Regions from separate parts of the Mus musculus genome. Here all the other regions are linked to region 1. Evidence: chromatin contacts called from public HiChIP or PLAC-seq, capture Hi-C and promoter capture Hi-C data. All regions are on one chromosome and are shown on one strand. Each heading gives the region's core, a stretch centred on a gene start, on an enhancer-like site or on the middle of the called end of the contact. The rest is flanking DNA. Distances are from core to core; before and after follow the strand shown. Region 1 holds the start of Knstrn (kinetochore-localized astrin/SPAG5 binding). Region 2 holds the start of Eif2ak4 (eukaryotic translation initiation factor 2 alpha kinase 4). Region 3 holds the start of Gchfr (GTP cyclohydrolase I feedback regulator). Region 4 holds the start of Bmf (BCL2 modifying factor).

Region 1 (4,974 bases), core at 1,806-4,305:
CGAGCACTGTCACACACATGGGAAGTGCCTGAGGCTCCAGTTAGCAGCTGCTGCTGGTGCCCTTTGCAGGGAAGTGCATTGAGAAATTTCTTTCTGAGAGAGGCTTTCCCATGCCCTTTGGACTACTTACTGGCTGTATGTGATTGTTAGGAGATTTGTTGTTGTTGTTCTTTGTTTGGCAGCTGCATTTCTTAACCTCTTAGTATTAAAATGACAGAGTTATAGCTGAAAGCTGTTTTGTTTTGTGGGGAGGGTTGGTGTGGTAACTTCTCTCAGGTTGTTTGGGTTCTTCTATGCCCCACATAAGATGCTCCAAATATAAATTATTAAATTATAATAATTAAGCAACCCCTGTCTTGCTTCCAAATTAATGAAACTCAGACTACGATTTATTTATAATAGTTTTGGGGCAATTACCGGGGGATTGCCCCCAATCTATTTTCCTATATACTAGATTGTCTACTTCCCCAGCTGTGCTCCCCAAATACTTGTCATCTATGACTTCCTGGGTAATTTCTGTTCCACCAGCCTATCCTGTTGGAGACTGGTTCTAATGATTTGATCCAATCGGGAAATCTGCGTGTCCAAACGATAAAGGTCCTTGTCCCCATTTGGTTTGACCAATAAATGCCAGCATCTGATGGCTGGGCAAAGGGAGACAGGGTGAGACCCTTAGAGTTGTGAGGACTAGGGCGCAGTGGGGGAAAAGTCGATGAAGTGGTGGGAGAAGGATGGTCGTTGTAGGAAATAAAGCCAACCAGCCATGGGAGATTTTAGGTAAGTGGCCACTGGTCACTTCCAGGATTGGGCCTAGAGTAGCAGGCAGAGGATTAGAAGTGTCCTGCCTTTGAGTATCCAAGGCATCTTAAAATTAACTGGTGTGTGCGCGTACTCCTGGGCAGGTAGGTGGGCAAATGCATGGGTGCCATCTGCCAGGAGCCCAAACTCAATGTTAAACTATCCTCAGGGTCCATTTTACTTGGACACAGGCTCCTGGTCCATCCTATCTAATGGAGACCTCCTGTTCTATCCATCTTCTTCTTTCTTCCCTCTCCTTCCTCATCATCCCTGCCTGCAATCCCCAGCCCAGTAACTAAAACTCTTGTCTATTTCTAGTCACCTGAGTAATTGGCTGTAGCCATTTTTCATTGAACCAATAATTCGTGTATGTAAGAATCTGCTCATTGGGGGTAACCACATCTTGGGGGCCAGTATTTAGCATTTGAATACACAGCAGCACCGGACCAACTCCCATCACATTAATTAATCAACCCCATAGGCATTAATTCATAAATAAATTAGACTCAGTGTCATTATTTGGGTACTGGGGCAGGCATAGAAAATTCCAAATGGTTACCAAAAGAATAGGAAGAAAATGACTTTAAGGGCTCTACCAAGAAAAAAGTCTGGTCCATGTCTTTAATCCCAGGACTCCCAAGGTACAAATATATCTCTGTGATAGATCATAGGTAGGTAGTTCTGGATCTTTGTGAGTTCAAGGCTAGCCTGGTCTATGTAGTAAATTCAGAACAGTCAGGACTACATAGTGAGCACCTGTAAAGGAAGGAGAGAAGAGGGGTGAGAGAGAAGAGAGGAGGTAGAGGATAGGATAGAGAAAGGAGAGAGGAGAGAGAAGGATAGGATAGAGAAAGGAGAGAGGAGGATAGGATAGAGAAAGGAGAGAGAAAAAGGAGAGAGGGGAGAAGAGGCAGAGGATAGGATAGAGAAAGGAGAGAGAAAAAGGAGAGAGGGGAGAAGAGGCAGAGGATAGGATAGAGAAAGGAGAGAGAAAAAGGAGAGAGGAGAGAGAAGATAGGATAGAGAAAGGGGGACGGGAGAGAGAGAGAGCAAGTTAACTGTCATTGGTTACTGTGTGGGTTCTTTCACCCTCTCCACCCTTTCAACCCCCTAACACTAGATAGGAGAGAATAAAAGAAAGAGGAGAAAGGACATTATCTTTAGACCACTTCCTGCTGCTTAGGGGCATTGAGTTCCTTGGGGGCAAGTTTGATCTTCACTGTCAGGGTATGTAATTTCTTCTTGTTCTTTCTTCTTTGCACATGACTACTTAACAAAGTGTGACCAACCATAACCAACAGCAAGCAACCAACAACCCACACCATTTCTCAGGGCCCTAGCATTTATATACCCTCTAAAAAGTTCCCAAAGTCCAAACATAACACCATCGCACTCTGATAGAGCACAAGGCACATCATAGTCAGTTGCTGTGAACTGTCTGAAGCAGCCCCATATCCCACACCAGGGATTAAAACAAAACCACATTTTCATAAAAGAAATCAAAATGCCAAAATTGTCACCATGGGGGGGGGGAGATCCATTTCTACCTTAAAACTTAACACTTCTCATTGTTCCTGAGATTAACAACTCCTTATCTTTCCTGAATCAAACACACCTAAATCTTATTATTTAAATAAGGTTTTGCTGTTCTGTAGCTCCTACTGGCCTGGAATGTAGCCTAGGCTAACCTTAAAGACAGGGCAATTCTCCCGTGGCAGCCTCCTGAGTGCTAGAATCACCACTGTGGACCACTAGGACCTCAGTCTTTCCGATTTATACTGGTTCTTTGCTTTTCTCTCTTATAGCATCTTTGTTTTCCCTTCATTATCTTCCCATGGATGGTAAATGTGTGTTTGCAGTTGTCTGTTTAGTGTGTTTTCTGGATTATAAGCTCCAAGAGGGCAGAGCTAAAGTCAGCCCTTCTATATACTCCCCTTACCCCATCACCCTCTTAAATGTCCAGCACCAGGCTGCTGCTCCTTTTGTATTTGTGTTTTCAACGTGACGACTGAAAATCTGCCTTGTTTTGTATGAGTAACTTTAATTTGTAATTAAATCTGCATGCGGGTTTTTAAGCACATTAGCTATTTCAGCCCACTGGTGTCCTTCAAGTAGGCTCTCCTGCTCTTCACCTGGTAGTTTCTATTCAGGCCACCTGTATTCCTGGCAGGATCCTTAGCAATCAAAGACCAAATAAAGAGGATTGTGACTTGACGCTAGGCGAGTTCACGTGTCTGCCTTCTGGCTGGAATGTGACAGCTTGGCTCAATAGCTCCATTCAAGCCAGCCCAGTGAGTCCCTGGCCCAGCCTCGACCAGCAGGCTGGAGCAACTCTGCTCGAACCTTCCGTACAGCATGGCGGCTCCCGAGGCCGAGGCACAAGAGACAGCCTTCCGTACAACAGGGCCGCCTACAGACTCGGAGCCGCGCCCCTTCCCTCCCAGCTCCCGGAAGTTTCCTTTTGAAAGCGCGGCGGCAGACTCTAACGAGGACTGGGCAGTTGCTGCGGAGCATTATTTGAAAGGGAGCGGAGAGAACGGCGGATGGGAGCAGCCGGCACCGGGGTTAAGCTCTGCGGGATGTGTGCGGGTGGAAGGACGGGCGGGCTGGCGTGGCGGGGCTCTGGCGCTGCTAATATCCGTCTTGCACTTTCAGGGTCCAGCCAAGCCACCCGGCTACGATGGCCAGTGCTAAGACGGTGTGCGATGCGCAGCCTCACTCGATGCCGAGCTGCGGCTTGCCCGCAGGTGGGTGTCCACACCTCCACCAGCCGGGGGGTCTGTAGTCTATATGCTAGGACTAAGAAGGACGAAATCTGTATGTCGGGGCGGCGTCCGGTTAGCTCTGACATCCTCCTGCTCCTCACCCCAACTAGGCTGTGTAAGAGAGTCCCTGTTCCTATTTCTGACCCAGCCCCCTTTTGCGATTACCAAGGTTATGCAGCGCTATGCAGCCCAGGCTAGCTTGGGGCACACAGAGATCCTGCCTCTGCCTCCTGAGTGCTTAAAGGCTTGTGTCACCATGCTCAGTGCTTGGCCTCCCTTTTTTCCTTTTTTTTTCTCCCCCCCGCTCCAGCCCTTCCCTCCCGCCCGCCTTTTTTAAAAGCTAGGTTTCACTCTGTAGCCCTGTGTAACGTTAGCTTTCAGCAACATTCCCACTTCCGCTCCGAAATGCTGAAATTACAGGCCCACTGCCACCACACTTGCCTCTCTAGAACCCCTTTTTTTTTTTAATTGTGTGCATGTGGTGCAGGGGGGGCTTGTGCATATGAGCTTAGGTGCCCATCGAGAGTCAGAGCCTTGATCCCCTAGACCTGGAGTTACAGGCGGTTGTGAGCCACCTTATATTGGTGCAGGGAACCAAACTCCAGTCCTCTGGAAGAGTAATTTTCCCTTTTAACCTCTGAGTCATCTCTTTAACCCTAGAAATTGCTTTTAATGCAGTTATCCTTTTTATTTCCAGGTAAAGATTGGTTGTCTTAAGATTGGGGAGAAAACTCCAGGGTTCCTTGTTCACATTAGCAGGTGCACAGTGGCTCTCCCGAGCAGACCATCAATATATGTTGAGTGGAATGAGAGAGATGAGCCCGGCCCAGACAGAGTTACTGAGAACCTTGAGAGGAGAGAGAGGCTGAAAACAATTTGTAGCTGCTTTTCTGTCTTGGTCTGTGCTGCTTTTCTTGTGGTTGACAGTCATCAGGTGAGGTCTGTAGTGATTGTACTGCCTCACGTGGCGATTATAGCACAGAAGATGGTCCTGGCGTTGGGCGGCTGTTAGGAGGGCTTAGGAGCATCCTTTTACCGTCCCTTTCCAGATGATTCCGCGCAGCGGATCGGAGAACAGCGGCAGGCAGGCTTGGCCTCAGAAGTGAAGTAAAACAGGCTTTTCCACCAGGCTTAAAGGTTTATTCTCTTTGCCCTGGGTATCTCAAGACATCCTAGTGCCATTAGCAGAAGCATTGCTTAAGGAGTGGAGGCAGGACTCTGCAGCCTTCTGCTGCTGCTTCTCCACCCCGCCCGCCCCCCCCCCCCCAACACACACACACACACACACACACACCTTCCTCACAGTGCCCTGGATAGCTGGCAGTGACAGCCTTCCTCACCAAACTAAAGTTTTCATCTCTGTTTGCAATCCCACCCCAGCTTCATGGTCATGTGTAGTGCAATAGCTAGC
Region 2 (4,974 bases), core at 1,727-4,226, 430 kb before region 1:
GGATACTAGTTCTAACATAGACCTGGGTAAGGAATGGTATTCATGGCGCTCAAGCTAGCCCCAGATGAGATAATTAGCTTCTGGACTTGAAACAATTGAACCTCACATCACTGCAGTTTTGACCAGTCAGTCTCTGCACATACAGTTTCTATCCTGGGATTCTATATATTCAATAGCAACACTAGATGACTGTAATAACAAAGTTTGGGGAAAGCTCTGGAGGGAGAGAGCGTATGGGCACTCTCTAAACTACCTACCTGAATGTCTGTAAACTTGGAAAAAATAAGGTTGCTTTTTCAAACCAGTAAGTTGAAACATTGCTGCACCTCTGTTACAATGTTTAAAATTTAAAGACTAACAAAGTTCCTGTCAGGGTCAAGGACCAGAACTTTGGGACACTAATGGTAACACAAAATTTCTACTTTGAAATACAGTTGACAGTTTCTAGTTTCTTATTTTGAAATTGTGACATTAAATTAATTACAAACTTATATTAGGGTTGCAAGAATCACTCAAAGAACTCACATGATCTTTCACTTAAACTATCCCATGGTCAACATTGGATACTTATGGACATTTGTGTCATAGATATATGGACAACAAAACTCTCTTCATTTTGAATTACTTGGTAGCAAATTGTTGGTTTAACATTTCTATTATCCATTAATGATACAGTGAAATTTTCTTAATAAGCAGGACCCTTTTCTACATGTCTATATGGTCACTTGTTCTATGAGTTCCCTCTGAATTGAAACATCACCTCCAGGTGAGAGGCAGATGCTCACAATCCCAGGAAATAAACAACCCCCCTCCCCAGCAGTAGAAAAAAAAAAAAGGTGAACAACTTCTAGGGAGAAGTCTCTGGCCTGGGTAACTCTCAGAGATACTAGGACTGTGGAGTGTGGGGCTCCCTGCAAGCTGTGCAGGTAGCTCACAATAGTAGCTTCCAGGGTCTTCCCTCTTGCTGGGGTGTGCTTTTTGCTGGTGTAGCTGCTTTTAAGTCATCCCTGCTCCTTTAAGTAACTCCTCACCCACATTTCTATTAGTAGCACCAATAACAACCCCAATGGTTCATCAAGTTATATTGGTGCATTCGTTACTTTGGGGTAAATTGTGTGTGTGTGTGTGTGTGTGTGTGTGTGTGTGTGTGTGTGTGTGTTGTGTCACCCCAGGAAAAGACTGTCACACAATAATTATTGTTTTATTAAATAAAAGTATTTTTACTATTTTGCATTTTTACTATACAGATATTAATAACATAGAAAGTGTTACACTTTAAGGTGTAATGGGTTTCAAATGTCTTTTTCTGTTACACACATGCTTCTTTATAAACAAAGTCCACAATATTTGATATTTAAAGCATTCCTAAGGATGGAGAAAATGAAACAATACTGGTGACGACATCTGACATTGTGGACCTGGATGACAAATACCTGGGGTTATTATAATGTTTCCTCTGCTTTTATGTTGAAAAAAATCCGTATTGAGTTTTTCTTTTGTAGTAGAAGAAGAGCAGTTGGAAACTGGAAGGATTTTAGAGATTAGTGTGGCCATATTCGTGATTTAGGAACTTTACTTTGGCTACAATAGGAAGAGCTGCTTAACATGGGGCAAGGATGAAGACGGCCGAATAGAGAGCCAGTGAAGAGGTGGTAAAAATGGGCTGCAGCTTAGGGGGAAACTGAGGACATGATGACAGTTTGAATGTGAGAGCTGAAAAAAAAAAAAAAAAGGCAGCACTCAACAAATATCTTCACTGTTTGTTGAGTTCTGCCATGTATCCAGGCAGGGGTCCCTGGAAACAGAACAGGTCTCCAGCTGAAGGAGGGAGGAGGTGGTTTCTAAAAGGCCTTTGTGTTACCTTGTCTGATCAGAGTGGTCTGAAGGTGAGATGCCTAAGTCAACATTACTAAGTGAACAAGATAGATGCAAACAAGATTGACAGAGACATGTCACCTAACCTAACTCGAGGCATGATAGTGCATTTTTTTTCTGAATTAAGCTACAGCAGGTAGACAACAAAGCAATAGCAATGTCTGAATAGATAGGTTACTTATATGCGTGAAAAAAAAATATGGTCAAATAGGGATGGTGGCACAGTCTCATGATCCTAGCGCTGAGAGGATAAAGTAGGAAGATTACTATGAATTCAAGGCCAGACCATGCTGCAGAGGGAGACCCTGACTCATATGGACACAAATACATCCCTTAAGTATGTAAAGTAGGGTGCAACATTTTACATGAATGTGAATGCTCAAATTTACATTAAATGAACTGGTCGGATAATTCTCTTTGTGGGATTTGAAAATGCAAGGAGAGAATTTCAGAGAGTCCAGAGAGCATGCATGAGACATTTAATTAATGATTCAAGGGTAACGAATGTGGGAAACAGGGTTTACGGTTTTTTCCTCCCAGTAGTCTCATTCTGGGAAGGTCAGGTAAGATAAACGATTTAACTCATGACTGCGCTCTAAAATTTTCCTCTCTCTAGCCAGGCAGGGTGAAGGAGTTCCAGCGCCTGTTTCTGCTACATACTTGTTTTGTGAAAACTAATATGTGTTGTCACTTTGACCTAAGAGACTGGCTCTCCAAAGTGTGTTGGCAATTCCTGACTCAATTTCTCCCCTCAGGAAGAAGGCAAAGCTTTCCCCTACTCTTGTTTTATTAGAAGTCTTGGGCCATGAGAAGTTGGAGCAAAACCCCGCCCACTGGCCTTCTCCGGAGTGGGCCAAACGAGTCAGCCGCGGAGAACCCCGCCTTCAGACCCGCCTCCTGGCCTAGGCTCCGCCCAAGGCCCTCTCACCTGCTCAGAGTCACGCCCCTAGGTCGGTCTTCAGCTCGAGACTCCGCCCCCAGGTTCGTCTCCCGCTGGAGATCCTGTCTTTAAAGCGCCTCCCCAGAGCAGAGCCACACCCCCTAGACCTGTCATCAGCTCGAGGCCCCTCCCCCAGACCCGACTCCGACTCGAGGCCCCGCCCTCAGTTCGGTCACGGCGCGGGCTGGAGCTCCCCTACCCACCCCAGAATCACCGCTACCTCGCCTAGGCCGCTGCGCCTGCCCCGGCCGCCATGGCTGGGGGCCGCGGGGCCTCTGGACGCGGCCGGGCTGAGCCACAGGAGAGCTATTCGCAGCGACAGGACCACGAGCTGCAGGCCCTGGAGGCCATTTACGGCTCGGACTTCCAGGATCTGCGGCCGGATGCGCGCGGACGGGTAGGAACGTGGTTGGTCTGGCCCGGTGTTCTCCAGTCTAGGAACCCAGCCAGACGCCTCCAGTCTGGGGCGACCACTTAGATCCTAAAGGCTTTTCATATTGCAGTTCCACTACCCTCACTTTCTGCCTCTGCGCCGCCACTGGTCTTGAGAAGGCAGCACCTGGCCTGAATTCTCTTTTTTCCCCGGTCGGGCTCCTCTCTCTGCTGTGCTTCTTATTCCCACTGACGTCCCCTAACCACCCTTCGTCCTTCCAACCATTCTTCCCCACACTGACTCGCCCCAGGCCTCGAGGTGGGTTGTGACTGCACATTCATAGTCACTCATTGCTACTTTGTGCTGGGGATGCTTAGGGGGCGTGGGTCCAGGTCTTGTGCTCTCAGCAAACAAACTCCCAGGTCACACTGTGTAAATCCCGTTTCCTGTGTGGAAGAACTTTTTGTACCTTCCTCCGAGACTTTTGAGGAATAGGTATAGAACATGTTTATTGTCGCTGTAATGCAGTGTTTACCGAGTTCTATTTAAAACATCACTTTCCTTTTTTGTGTGGAAGTTAAGCTGAGGGCAGTGACAGTCTCTCCCTATCCTTGAATAGTGTATCTGCCGAACTAAAATGTTCCTGAAGTTTGAAAGTACTTCTTTCCTCCATCTGCCTTACTTCTTTAACTCACAATGTCTGTCTTTTCTCTATATCTAGTATTTCTTTAGGAAAAGGCTTTACTTAAGCTGTCAGGGCCAAGATTCTCCCACTAAACCAATATACTTTTTAATTTAATGATTTAGACGCTAGGAACACAGTCATGGGTAAAACATGCACAAAACCCCTGCTGCCGGCGGGAAGCTTACTTTTTTAGGCCTTATTTGTAACTTTACATACAGTTATACATGCTTCTTGTAAATAGTAAGATAACCTACAGGTCATCTGGCAACTTCTCTGTTTCCAGGGAACCAGGAAGTAGGGCCTAGGCCACCAGAATAGTGTTACAGAATGTGCAGGGGACTCAGGGAGACCCAGCTGGCTTTTTTTTTTTTTTTTTTTTTTTTTAGTTTTTTTAGTTTTATGTTCCCAAGGTGCAGGAAAATGGAAGGAAAACCATCAGCCACTTTTAGGTAATGATACTGATAATCCTAAGAATTTACAGCTGATCCCAGTTAGCCCAGGAATTTACAGCTCACGGTGGCCTTTATAACCAAGAAGACTTAACCCAGAGATAGTGTAAAAGGCAGGTAGAGTTATTCAGTAGTAGACTCTGGCTCTGGATCACAAGCAATATCACCAACACTTTCTTTCATAGGCCTTTCAGGCAAATAATTGATGCTCAGTCTGATGAGTCAGAGGTTACGCTTTGAACAAGCTCTCATTAGCACCCGCTACTTGCCTTTCTTCAGGGAAAGGTTATTCGGTGCCACTATCCTGAATCTAGAACCCTTGAGGCCTAGTAGTTTTCAGAATACAGAAGTGTTCTTACACATAATCCGGGGTGTATGTTCCTCCTCCTTCCATGCCTGTGGGGGTGTGTTCACAATGTAAACGCAATGAAATAAATGTATGAATATGCAAATGTCAGCCTGAACACAGTGAGGACAATGACCTCTTCTCATTTCAGGTCAAGTTTACTGCCAGTAAACTCAGATCACTTTTTTTTAACTTTTGGGGGATATGTCATGGATTAAATGTCAGTTTTGAAACATTTCATTCATGGATAGTCAAACAGTTCAGAGTGTATATCAAAAATTAATTTACACATTTAAAAGTTTGGGT
Region 3 (4,974 bases), core at 1,232-3,731, 350 kb after region 1:
GGTTTTTAGAGTCTTTTCTTCTTCTTCATGTTTTTGTGGGGAGGAAAGTCCTGTAAGTTTTGTGTTTTAATTATTTATTTTATGTATGTGAGTACTCTGTAGCTGTCTTCAGACACACCAGAAGACAGCATTGAATTCTATTACAGATGGTTGTGAGCTGCCATGTGGTTGCTGGGGATTGAACTAGGATCTCTGGAAGAGCAGTCAGTGCTCTTAACCACTGAGCCTTCTTTCCAGCCCCTAAGGTTTATTTTTTTGTGTGTATGTGAGTGAGCAGGTACCTGTGAAGGCCAGAAGAGGGCACTGGCTTCCCTAGAGGAGGAGTTAGAGGCAGTTATGAGCCATTTGATGTGAGAGCTGGGAACTGAATAAGGGCTCCCTGGAAGAGCACCAAGTGTTCTTAACTTCTGAGCCATCTCTCCAGGCCCATGGGGCAGGAGACCTTTTTTAAGACAATATTTCACACTTCAACACAGGCTAGCCTTGAACTTGAAGCAATCCTGTCTTCTGAGTACTAAGGCTAGTGATGTGAGCCACCACCTTACCCCCATGAAATCTCACTATGTTACCTCCAAGTGGTCTTTAGCTTGCAAGTTCAAGTGCTTCTCCTGCCTCAGTCTCTGAAGTAGCTGGAACCACAGCCATGCACCACACACCTGGAAATTCTCATACATTGTACATTCCTTCTTTTTTTTGCTCTCTGTAAGGCAGTGTCTGGTGGTATAAAGATGAAGTTTACTGGCTCACTGGTTAAGGTCTTGCTGCCAAACCTGAGAACCTGAGTTTGAGCCCTGGAACCCACACAGTGGGAGGAGAGAGCCAGCTCCTGAAAACTGTCTATAACTTTCAGAAGTTAGCCTTGACAAGGTCTGTGAACACACAGAGACAAGACACATGATAAAACATTGCATTTCTAGGATTCCTAAAGGTTTGGGCAACTGGTTATATGCCTATTGATCATCTCTGCTCCCATGGAGTGCCTAGCCAAGTTAGCTGCCAATCTTGTTTCCCCTATTGGTTCTTTTTGTTATGGGGTGGGGTGAGGGTTTGTTGTTTTGTTCCTTTGTTTCCTTATTAGGTTTTGGTTTGTGATTGTTCTGAGACAGATTCAGTTCTCTCTCTCTGTCTCTCTGTCTCTCTCTGTCTCTCTCTGTCTCTGTCTCTCTGTCTCTCTGTCTCTGTCTCTCTCTCTGTCTCTCTCTCTGTCTCTCTCTCTCTCTGCCTCTCTCTCTCTCTCTCTCTCTCTCTCTCTCTCTCTCTCTCTCTCTCTCTTCCTTCCTGTTGCTGAGATAAAATACTCAAAACAAACAACAACCACCACCACAACAAGCCCAGCATCTTAGGGGAAAAAGAGCTTATTTTATCCCAGCTCTCAGTTCCGGCTTACAACGGAGCTTAGGATCAAACTCAGCGAACCATGGAATCAGCGGAGCATCATCCCAGCCCCTGTAGGGGTTCTTGATAGGTTCCCTGATGAGACTTTTATTTTCACCGTCCCAGGACTGAGGGTTAAATTTAGAACCTCAGTTTTTGCCCTCTACCTCTGCATTACAGCACGTCCCTTTCTGCCTCTTTAACGAGCTCTTTGTTAAACATAGATGCGTCTTATCCCTCTCGCTAATTGTTGGGGTGCGAGAGCTGGTGCCGGACAGGAAGAGGATCATATAAATACATCAGACCAGTTAGGTAAGAAGGTCAGGTTTCCAGGCCAGGGGCGGGGCGTGTTCCAGGGCAACTGGTTATATGCTTTTCCAGGGCAACTATTTTGTTCGTCTTTGCTTTTTAGGGAACCAATCAGAATGAGTCGGTTGAAGAATGTTGACCTGTCTACTTCTAGATGAGGGCGTGGACCAGCTAGTTGTGAACTCGCCGCCCTCTCTTGGGCATCAGGCTTAGGGATCGACGTTTCTATGCCTCAGGTGTTACCCTGTGATCTGCGCGTGCTCCCAAGGCTCCCTGCAGGAGGAACAGGTTCCGCGCCTTTACAGCCAGAGGACTGGCACCCAGCCAAGAGTGTAGATGATGCACAGACTTAATTTGCAGGGCCATAGATAGGCATGCAAAGACCCGCAGCCACACTTGAAAATGACAGACCCCAGGACAGACCCCAGGACGCAGGACTGCCCAGGACCTGACACTCGCGTCTCGCCTCGCCTCGTGCACTTAAGTTCACAAGGCACGCGTCCTGGTGAGGACACGCAGTCCCCGCTTCCCTTTAGTCCTCAGCGCAGTTTTCGCTCTGCTACGTTTTAGGGACAGGCGGAAACCGACTGGCATCCGCCGGACTTTGGAGCCTGAGCATGGAGGTATTGCAGGAAGAGGGCAAAGGGGCGACAGGCACCCTGTACGCCATGGCCACAACTCCTAGTGAAGTCCGCGGGGACACGCCCGCTTCCAGGTCTCTGGGGCGGCGGGACCGCGGCGCGCGCTCCTGATTGGCTCGTGCAGTGTCCGCACGGCCGCCAAGCGCCGCCCGCGGACAGAGCAGGGAGTAACGGGACTGTGGTCGCGGGCAGCCCCAGCCACGCACCATGCCCTATCTGCTCATCAGCACTCAGATCCGTATGGTGAGTACCTGGAGTGGGTGACAGCGACAGCCACTCTAAGGGACTTTCCTGATGGTCCCGCAACCGGCCTACCACGCCCCCGCGGCGCGGACACCAGGCAGGGTCAGGCGACTGGATGGGCAGGGAGTTCCGCGGGGACACCCACGACCCGCTTCACAAGCGCTGCAGCCAGGGCCCGCACGCCAAAGGCCAAGCTAAGCTGCGCACACAGCGGCTCACCTGTAGCCCCCTCCAGGCAGGGCTCGTTCTGATGCAGAGAGAATTCGGGTTAGAGGTGGAGAGGGCTGCGGGCAGCCTGGAGAGCACCACGCGGGGGTCTGAGGTCACGCTTCTCTAGGTGAAGTTTCGGGGGGGGACATGGGAGGGAGGTGGTACTGGCTGCTTTATAAGTCTCCTCAAATCCCCTTTCAAAGGATACCTGGTGCCCCCCCACCCCCACAGCTAAATAGCTGGGCGCGCTACCCCATCCTATTCCAATGCCCAGCGGTAGGTACAAATCTAGCTCCCAGGGGATAGCCAGGAGTAGTGGGCTCAGCATGAAACAGGAGAGGTCTTGACAATACCCAAAGGGCCATGAAAACCTGTACAGTTGTTGAAATCTGGATTGCTGGGCACATTCACCTCTCTTCCTCCTCAAATAATTTTTTAAAATTCTTTCCAAGTTTTCTTTCTTTGTTTTTTAGAGTTTTATTTATTTATTTTATGTATATGAGTATACTGTAGCTGTACAGATGGTTATGAGACTTCATGTGGTTGTTGGGAATTGACCGGTCAACCCCAGTCACTCAGGCCCAAAGATTTATTTATTATAAATCAGTACACTGTAGCTGTATTCAGATGCACCAGAAGAGGGTGTCAGATTTCATTGTGGGTGGTTGTGAGCTACCATGTGAGATTTGAACTCAGGACCTTTGGAAGAGCAGTCAGTGCTCTTACATGCTGAGCCATCTCACTAGCCTTCTTTCCAAGTTTTGTGTATGTGTGTGACAGGGTCTCATGTAACACAGGCTGGCCTCAGTTTGTTATGTATTGGAGGCTAGCCTTGCTTCCCAATTACTGGGATTACAGGCATGTCCCACCAGGCATGTCCTACCTGGCTTGGTTCTCTTAAATTATGGAGGTTTTGTTGTCTGTCTGTCTGTCTGTCTGTCTTTCTGTCTGTTTTTTTCCTTTGGGGGGGGCGGGGAGCGGAAATTCAAGACAGGATTTCCCTGTGTAGGCCCATCTGTCCTGGAACTATGTAGACCAAGTTGGCCTTGAACTCAAGAGATCCACCTGCCTCTGTCTCCCGAATGCTGACATCAAAGGTGTGCTCCATCACCGCCCAGCTATGGCTTGCTACATTGTATTGTGTGCTCATCAACTGACAAGCTTTGTGTCCTTTCTGTCTTTAGGCTATTATGAGTAGTTCTGCTAGGAACATATGTTTTTCTTGTTGGTTTGTTTCTTATTTTGGTGTCGGTTGTAACTTGGGAGGTTTACCTGCCTGTGTACAAAATTGTATGTGGACATATGTTCTCATTTCCTTCATTCTCCAAGTGATGCCAATACACAGGAAACCTGGCTGGTGGCACCTGGCTTGAAAGCACTGATAGGCAGTGTTCAGAGGCAACAGGCAGCCTTTTGGGAAGTTAGGGAGGACCCACTGTGCTCCCCTCTCAGTTATGTCCCACCTTAACTGACCTTCATTACCACCTCCCCTTCACCTAGAGCTTCCCCGGGGCCGGGGGAGGGGAAGAGAAGTGGAACTGTGCACATCTGCCTGCCACCCAGCTAAGCAGCTACCGTGGCTTTCCTTGCAGGAGGTGGGCCCCACCATGGTGGGTGATGAACACTCGGATCCGGAGCTGATGCAGCACCTGGGGGCCTCCAAGAGAAGTGTCTTGGGAAACAACTTGTAAGTAGTGGCATCCTTGCGCACCTTCTTTTCTCCCTGGCAGGGTCTTCTGCTTTTCCCTTCACACAGCCATCAAGCCCAGAGGGCAACAGCCCCTGGAGGGCTTGCTCGTCCTCAGGCCCCCACAGGGCCCAGATCACCAAAGAGAGTTTCCCAGCCTTTCTTCACAAGCAGTTTATCCTTAGTGGACGTCTGGGGCACCCCCTCCCAGGGGCTCTGGAAACCAACTGTTCTTGCCTTGTCCTCCCCGCTCAAAATTGGGTCCCATCAACAAAGACAAGCTTCACCTTGAAGGCCTGAGTGACAGAGCCCAGCCCCAGAAACAGAGCAGGACACCTGGGTCCTCTTTTGAGCTCCTGGCTGCCAAGGCACTTGGCCCCTTCCCTCAGGCTCCTTCCCATCATCTCTGTGGCCAAATACTACTGCTTCCCTTTCTGCTTCCTCACCCTGTCTTAGTGTTCTACTGCTGTGAAGAGGCACCATGACCAAGCAGAGTTAGAGGGTTAGTCC
Region 4 (4,974 bases), core at 1,424-3,923, 260 kb before region 1:
CTGTCAGAGAACAATGGAAGCATCTGGGCTGCTGTCCTACTGAGGCCAGACCTAGGATTCCCCTCCCCTCCTTCCTTCCCCCCTCACCCCCCACCCCTGCTCTTCTTATGTGAGGGAACCAAGCCAACTTCTGATGATACACAACCCTGGTAATAAAACACCACCAAGGGTGACATTCACCCCCAAAATGTGGCCTCTATGGTCAGGGCCCCTCCATGCCTTTTCTCTGTACCTGCCAGAGCCACCCTCCCCCCATCCCCCACCCCACCCCCTCCTCTGACCTAGGCTGGTCACAAAGTTTGACACTGAGGATTTGCGAGCAACAGCAAGGGTAGGATCAGGTGCTACCACCGGGTACCTGGGGACATAGAAGCAAGACTAGCCTCTGTAAGTGGCTGTGGAGGCTCAGAAGGGGACACTTACTGACTATACAAAAGTGCACAACATACTTATGTGCACACACACACACACACACACACACACTTCCTAAGCAGGAACCTCCAGGCTCTCGGCGAAGTCTGAACTCCAGGCTAAGCAGCAAAAACAAGAGCCAGGAATTGTAGAGCAGCCAGGTTCCCTCCTAACGTGCTAAGCCCCACCCTGCTGCACATCTCCACCCCCTCCTTGCACAACACAACAAACAGGCTCTGTGGTGTGGTGAGTGTGTCCTGGAACAGGGGACGTAACTTAGTCACTCCAGCTGGCCAGCTGGCTTAGCTCCCGTCCAGAGGAGCAAAGCTGCCTGCTCACCACAGGTTAATCTGGAGGGTTGAATCGGCCTCTAGCAAAGTGTCCAGCTAATTCTACTCGCTAATCTTCGTGACTTCCAATTCTCATCCACTCAGCCTCCCATTCCTGCCAGAGCTGAACCTGAGATAGGTGCAAAGTGCCTCGCAGAAGGAAGTGAAATTCAGCCCTCCTGCTGAGCGCTCTCTCCCTGCCTACACAGTGGGGCTGTTTCTTAGTGTTAAGTTCCTCTCGCTCCACCTGACAGCTCATGAAATTCTGCACTTGGAGTCACCCGGCAGCTTGAACTTCCAAGCTGACCTCGCCTGAGTTAGGGCCCCTGGGGCAACCAGAAGCATCAACAAGCACCTGAATGGTTAAGGAGATGCAAGGACAAATTTTGTCATCATCAGACTGCTGGGGATTCCAGGGAGTTCCGATCCCCACTTTATTGCCTTTGAAAGACAAGCCAAGTAGTTTGTGGGGCTAAGTCTTTACAGAAATCTCAGTTAGGTTCAGAAACCTTACTTTCCCAAATGCAAGCTCTGTGAGGTTCTTACTTCAACCCTCAAGCCTTACCCCATCCCACCCCTGAGCTATCCGTAGTCCTGTGCCCTCTTCCCTGGAGAATGACTCCATGCCTGCTATTGTTCCGATAGGAAAGGGGTAACTCCAGCGTAAAGTTTCCAGATGAAAGGACCAAGAGATGTCACCTAGCAGTGCTTCTTCTGTCCTTCAACCTCTTCTTTGCAGTGTGGCTATCCCAACCAAAGTAGGGACTCTCCAGAGCCAATCACAAGCAGGAGTCATTGTCTTGGTGTTTCTTTTGAAGCCTATCACTCCCCTCCCCCTCCCAGCAAAGCCCCAAAGTTCAACCCTTGCCTAGACTGGACAGTGGGGGAGGTGCAGCCAGAGGGTGTGGCTCTGAAAACGCGGAGGACCCCCCCCCACTTTGCACAAGAACTGCAGGTGGCTCTCCAGTTAGTGTGAACCTCGGAGGGGCTCTGGGCAAAGTCAAAAGTAAACTGGGGAAGAGTGGAGACCCTCAGCTTCCCTGAGCTAAAGTGGTAAAGTCCAGACTGATAGGAAGAGGGCACTTCCTGAGAGCACCGCCAGGGAATGCTTTATTCCTAGCAAAGGTCTTAAAGTCCGCTGGAGCCATCGCAGAACTTCGGCGATCCAACTAGGATGCTCAATATAAACTCCTCCTCTTAGGAGTTAGCACTAGCCAGATACCTTGAACTCAATAGTGGCTAAGATCTCAGGACACACGCGCACGCACATGCACACACGCACACACACCTGGGTGACTCCAGGACAGCGTCTCAGCCTCCGAGTTGTGATGCCAGGGCTCTGCGCCAGGGTCCAGGGTGAAGAACACTCGGGGGGCTTGGTGCCCACACTCGATTGGGAAGAAGGGGGCAAACTCCAGCTGTTAAGAAGAGGAGCCTTCAGACTCCGCAGGGAGGCAAAATGCACCACAACTTACGGCCCCACCCCACAGTTACACCCGGAGGCCAGAGCGTCCGGGAGCTTGGCAGTGGACCCCAGGATCATTTGCTCACCTACTTTTAACTCCGAATTCCAAATGCTTCCCGAAAGCCCCTCTTGGAGCAGCAACCACAAATTTGTGCTCTGCACCTCGTTCCCACATCCCTGCACCCCAACTCCCCGTGGTCACCCCAGATGCCCGCAGTCCAAACCCTTCCCCGGGCCCCCACGCGCTGCGCGACTCCGCTCCCCACTTCCCGGAGGAGGTACGATCCAACTCCGCCTAGCCCCCCGCCGCCCGGGCGCTCACCGGGCTGCGGTGGGAGGCGGTGGCGCGGGCTGCGGCAGCGACTGCTGCAGGCGCGAGCTGGCGCGGGAGGAGGCCACGGCACACCGCGCGGTATTGTTTCCAAAATACGCCCGCTCCGGGCATCCCGCAAACAGCTGATGAGGCCCCGCCCCTCTTTGCGTCACTCCAACCACTGACCAATGGCAAGTGGAGGTCCAAGTCTCAAGCTGGGCAGCTGCCAGGGACAATCACCAATGTACAAACCTTCCCTTGGAAACATTATAAGGGGCCGGGCGCATTTCTGACCTCCGTCAGAAGCGCAATTGGAGCGCTGTAGAGGGTGAGGATTCGGTTCCTAATGCAAGCCCCAGAAACGACAGAGAGTCCCTAGGTTTTCTACTAGGTAGTGGGGGGACAAGACGCCTAAGTGACTTTTGTCTACTTGGAAATGGGCTGAGTTATTGCAGGACTTCCAAAAAGCCGGCTCAGGAGGAGACTGGGAGTTTTCAGACGCGCCTTGTAATATATAGCGGAAAAAAAAAAAAACCGAGCTGCTGGTCCCTAATAAAAAAAAAGCAAAACAAATAAAAAACCAAAACAAAAAACTGCCCTCTTTCCTGTTGGGCGTGTCTGAGGAAAGCTGGAGGAGAACACGTGTGTCTGCATCTAGAACCAAATGACATTCGGATCCATCAAGTGCAAAGAAAGGCCATGTCCTCTCTTCTAGACTGTGGAAGATCACTGTTGAAAAAAGGACTCTAGCAGAGGGGAAATCAAAGGGGTAGCTCGGACAGCCCTATCTATGGCAGCAGCAGAAGGCTGTTCTTGGACTGCTAAGAAAGCAAAACGCATCTCGTGTACTATGGCCAATCTAGGGATGACTCCACATTTTTTTGAACACCTACTATGTGCCAGGTCCTGGTCTAAGTGCTAGACTTCTGGTGCCTGACCTCAATGAACCGATACTTCACATGTGAATGATGGAAACCAGCTTGAATGGTGCTATTTTAGGGATAATAAGCAAAGATTTTTGAGTCGGGCCTTGAAGAATGGGGAATATTTCACTAAATAAAAACCAAATAAAACAGTCCTGACCCAGAGAGGTCAGGGAGCTAGAATAAAGTACTTAACATGTCTGGAAAGCAAGATCAGCTGCACGCCCCCCCCGTCCCCCCTCCCCCCCATCAAGCTCTCTGGCATCTTCACTATGATTTAGGATGTGAGGGTATGGGCAGGTAGATTCAGGTCAGATTGCAGAGGTGCCCCCTGGAATACCAGGCTGAGGAGTCTGTATTTTTTAAAAGTAATTTGTTAATTTTTATTTTATGTGCGTTAGTGTTTCGCCTGTATGTATGTCTTTGTGACAGCGTGTCATCCGGAACCAGAGTTACAGACAGCTATGAACTGCCGTGTGAGTTCTTGGAATTGAACCTGGGTCCTCTGGAAGAGCAACCAGTGCTTTTAACCACTGAGCCATCTCTTCAGCCCCAAGGAATTACTTTATAGAGGACTGGTAGCAAAGATTTTACAGAAGATGAATTTTGGGGAAAACTGAGTGGGGAGGCAGAAATCAGTGAAAGGAACAGAGCCCTGCCACAACCTAAATGAGCTGCAATAGAGACACGGGCAAAGCAGAGAAGCTGGGCTTAGTTACAGTCTCTACTTACAGTCTGCTCTAAGATACAAGCTGGCTGGATCTGGGGCTCCCAGACTCAATTGTCTTTGGCTATTTTTTGTTTTAAAATTTTTATTTATTTACTTTGGTTTCTTTCTTTCTGTTTTTCTTTTTTAATTGTTTTTAGATATATTTATTTTTACTTTATTCGTGTGGGTGTTTTGCCTTCATGCATGTGTGTGTACCAGGTGTGTGCCTGATGCCCAAGGGGACTATAAGAGGGGGTGGAATCTCCTGAAATTGGAGTTAAGGATGGGTGTGAGCCACCATGTGGGTGCTGAGAACCAAACACTAGTCCTCTGCAAGAGCAACAAGCGAACTTCACTGCAGAGCCCCCCCCCTTTTTTTTGAGATAGTGCCTTGTGTGTACCAGGCTGACCTCAAACTCTGTATGTAGACAATGATGACCTTCTGCCTCCAGCTCCCAAAAGCTGGGATTGCAGCCCTGCACCCTCCTGCCAGGCTCCTGGGCTTTTACTGTCTATTATTTTCTTTGTTCTCTCAAAACCATCTGAAAGAAGAGTGAAGCAGGCCCGCAGAGGGCTGTGCTCTGCGGTTGCTCCTGTAAGAAAATGCTAATCCCAGAGTACAGGAATGAGGGGAAAGACAAAGGGAAGGGTCAAGTAGGATTGGCCAGTAGCCCAAGCCTGCCAGGAGTTGATAGCTGTCCAACAAGAGATGCTGGAGCCAAAGGGAGGTACATTATCCTTCCAGGAGGCTTGGCCAAGTGAGAATGTCAGAGGGTCAGGGTGACCTTGGACCCATGTAGCTCAGCAAAGCATGAGGAAGCCAC

The links. Promoter capture Hi-C pulls out the DNA fragments that hold promoters and counts their contacts. HiChIP or PLAC-seq counts read pairs in DNA pulled down with a chosen protein or histone mark. Capture Hi-C pulls out chosen DNA fragments and counts their contacts.
Region 2: a contact with region 1 is called in a promoter capture Hi-C map of second pharyngeal arch cranial neural crest. The contact joins the promoter of Eif2ak4 here to the promoter of Knstrn in region 1. A contact is called at or near these places in 5 of 39 promoter capture datasets (the C10 cell line, cranial neural crest, hippocampal neurons and 2 more), 3 of 484 Hi-C or Micro-C datasets (CD4 T cells, regulatory T cells and uterus), 1 of 115 datasets of contacts at active chromatin or transcription factors (effector CD8 T cells) and 1 of 9 other capture datasets (adipose tissue).
Region 3: a capture Hi-C map of macrophages shows a contact between it and region 1, with 2.4 times the contacts expected there. The contact joins the promoter of Gchfr here to the promoter of Knstrn in region 1. A contact is called at or near these places in 2 of 39 promoter capture datasets (erythroid cells and pre-B cells) and 1 of 9 other capture datasets (macrophages).
Region 4: an H3K4me3 HiChIP or PLAC-seq map of embryonic stem cells shows a contact between it and region 1, with 13 read pairs. The contact joins the promoter of Bmf here to the promoter of Knstrn in region 1. A contact is called at or near these places in 2 of 39 promoter capture datasets (embryonic stem cells and neural stem cells), 1 of 115 datasets of contacts at active chromatin or transcription factors (embryonic stem cells) and 1 of 9 other capture datasets (adipose tissue).

The regions. Positions count from the first base shown.
Region 1 is chr2:118,810,948-118,815,921 of GRCm38.p6, forward strand. Knstrn (kinetochore-localized astrin/SPAG5 binding) reads left to right here and starts at 3,056. Exons shown (of 9, transcript NM_026412.3): 1 at 3,056-3,362; 2 at 3,454-3,545. The coding sequence starts at 3,154. It overlaps Gm38629 (a long non-coding RNA gene), which reads left to right. Exons shown (of 2, transcript XR_866658.2): 2 at 1-231.
Region 2 is chr2:118,385,641-118,390,614 of GRCm38.p6, forward strand. Eif2ak4 (eukaryotic translation initiation factor 2 alpha kinase 4) reads left to right here and starts at 2,977. Exons shown (of 39, transcript NM_013719.3): 1 at 2,977-3,212. The coding sequence starts at 3,069.
Region 3 is chr2:119,165,307-119,170,280 of GRCm38.p6, forward strand. Gchfr (GTP cyclohydrolase I feedback regulator) reads left to right here and starts at 2,482. Exons shown (of 3, transcript NM_177157.4): 1 at 2,482-2,567; 2 at 4,370-4,464. The coding sequence starts at 2,532.
Region 4 is chr2:118,547,013-118,551,986 of GRCm38.p6, forward strand. It overlaps Bmf (BCL2 modifying factor), which reads right to left and starts at 2,674. Exons shown (of 5, transcript NM_138313.4): 1 at 2,528-2,674; 2 at 2,029-2,158. The coding sequence starts at 2,650.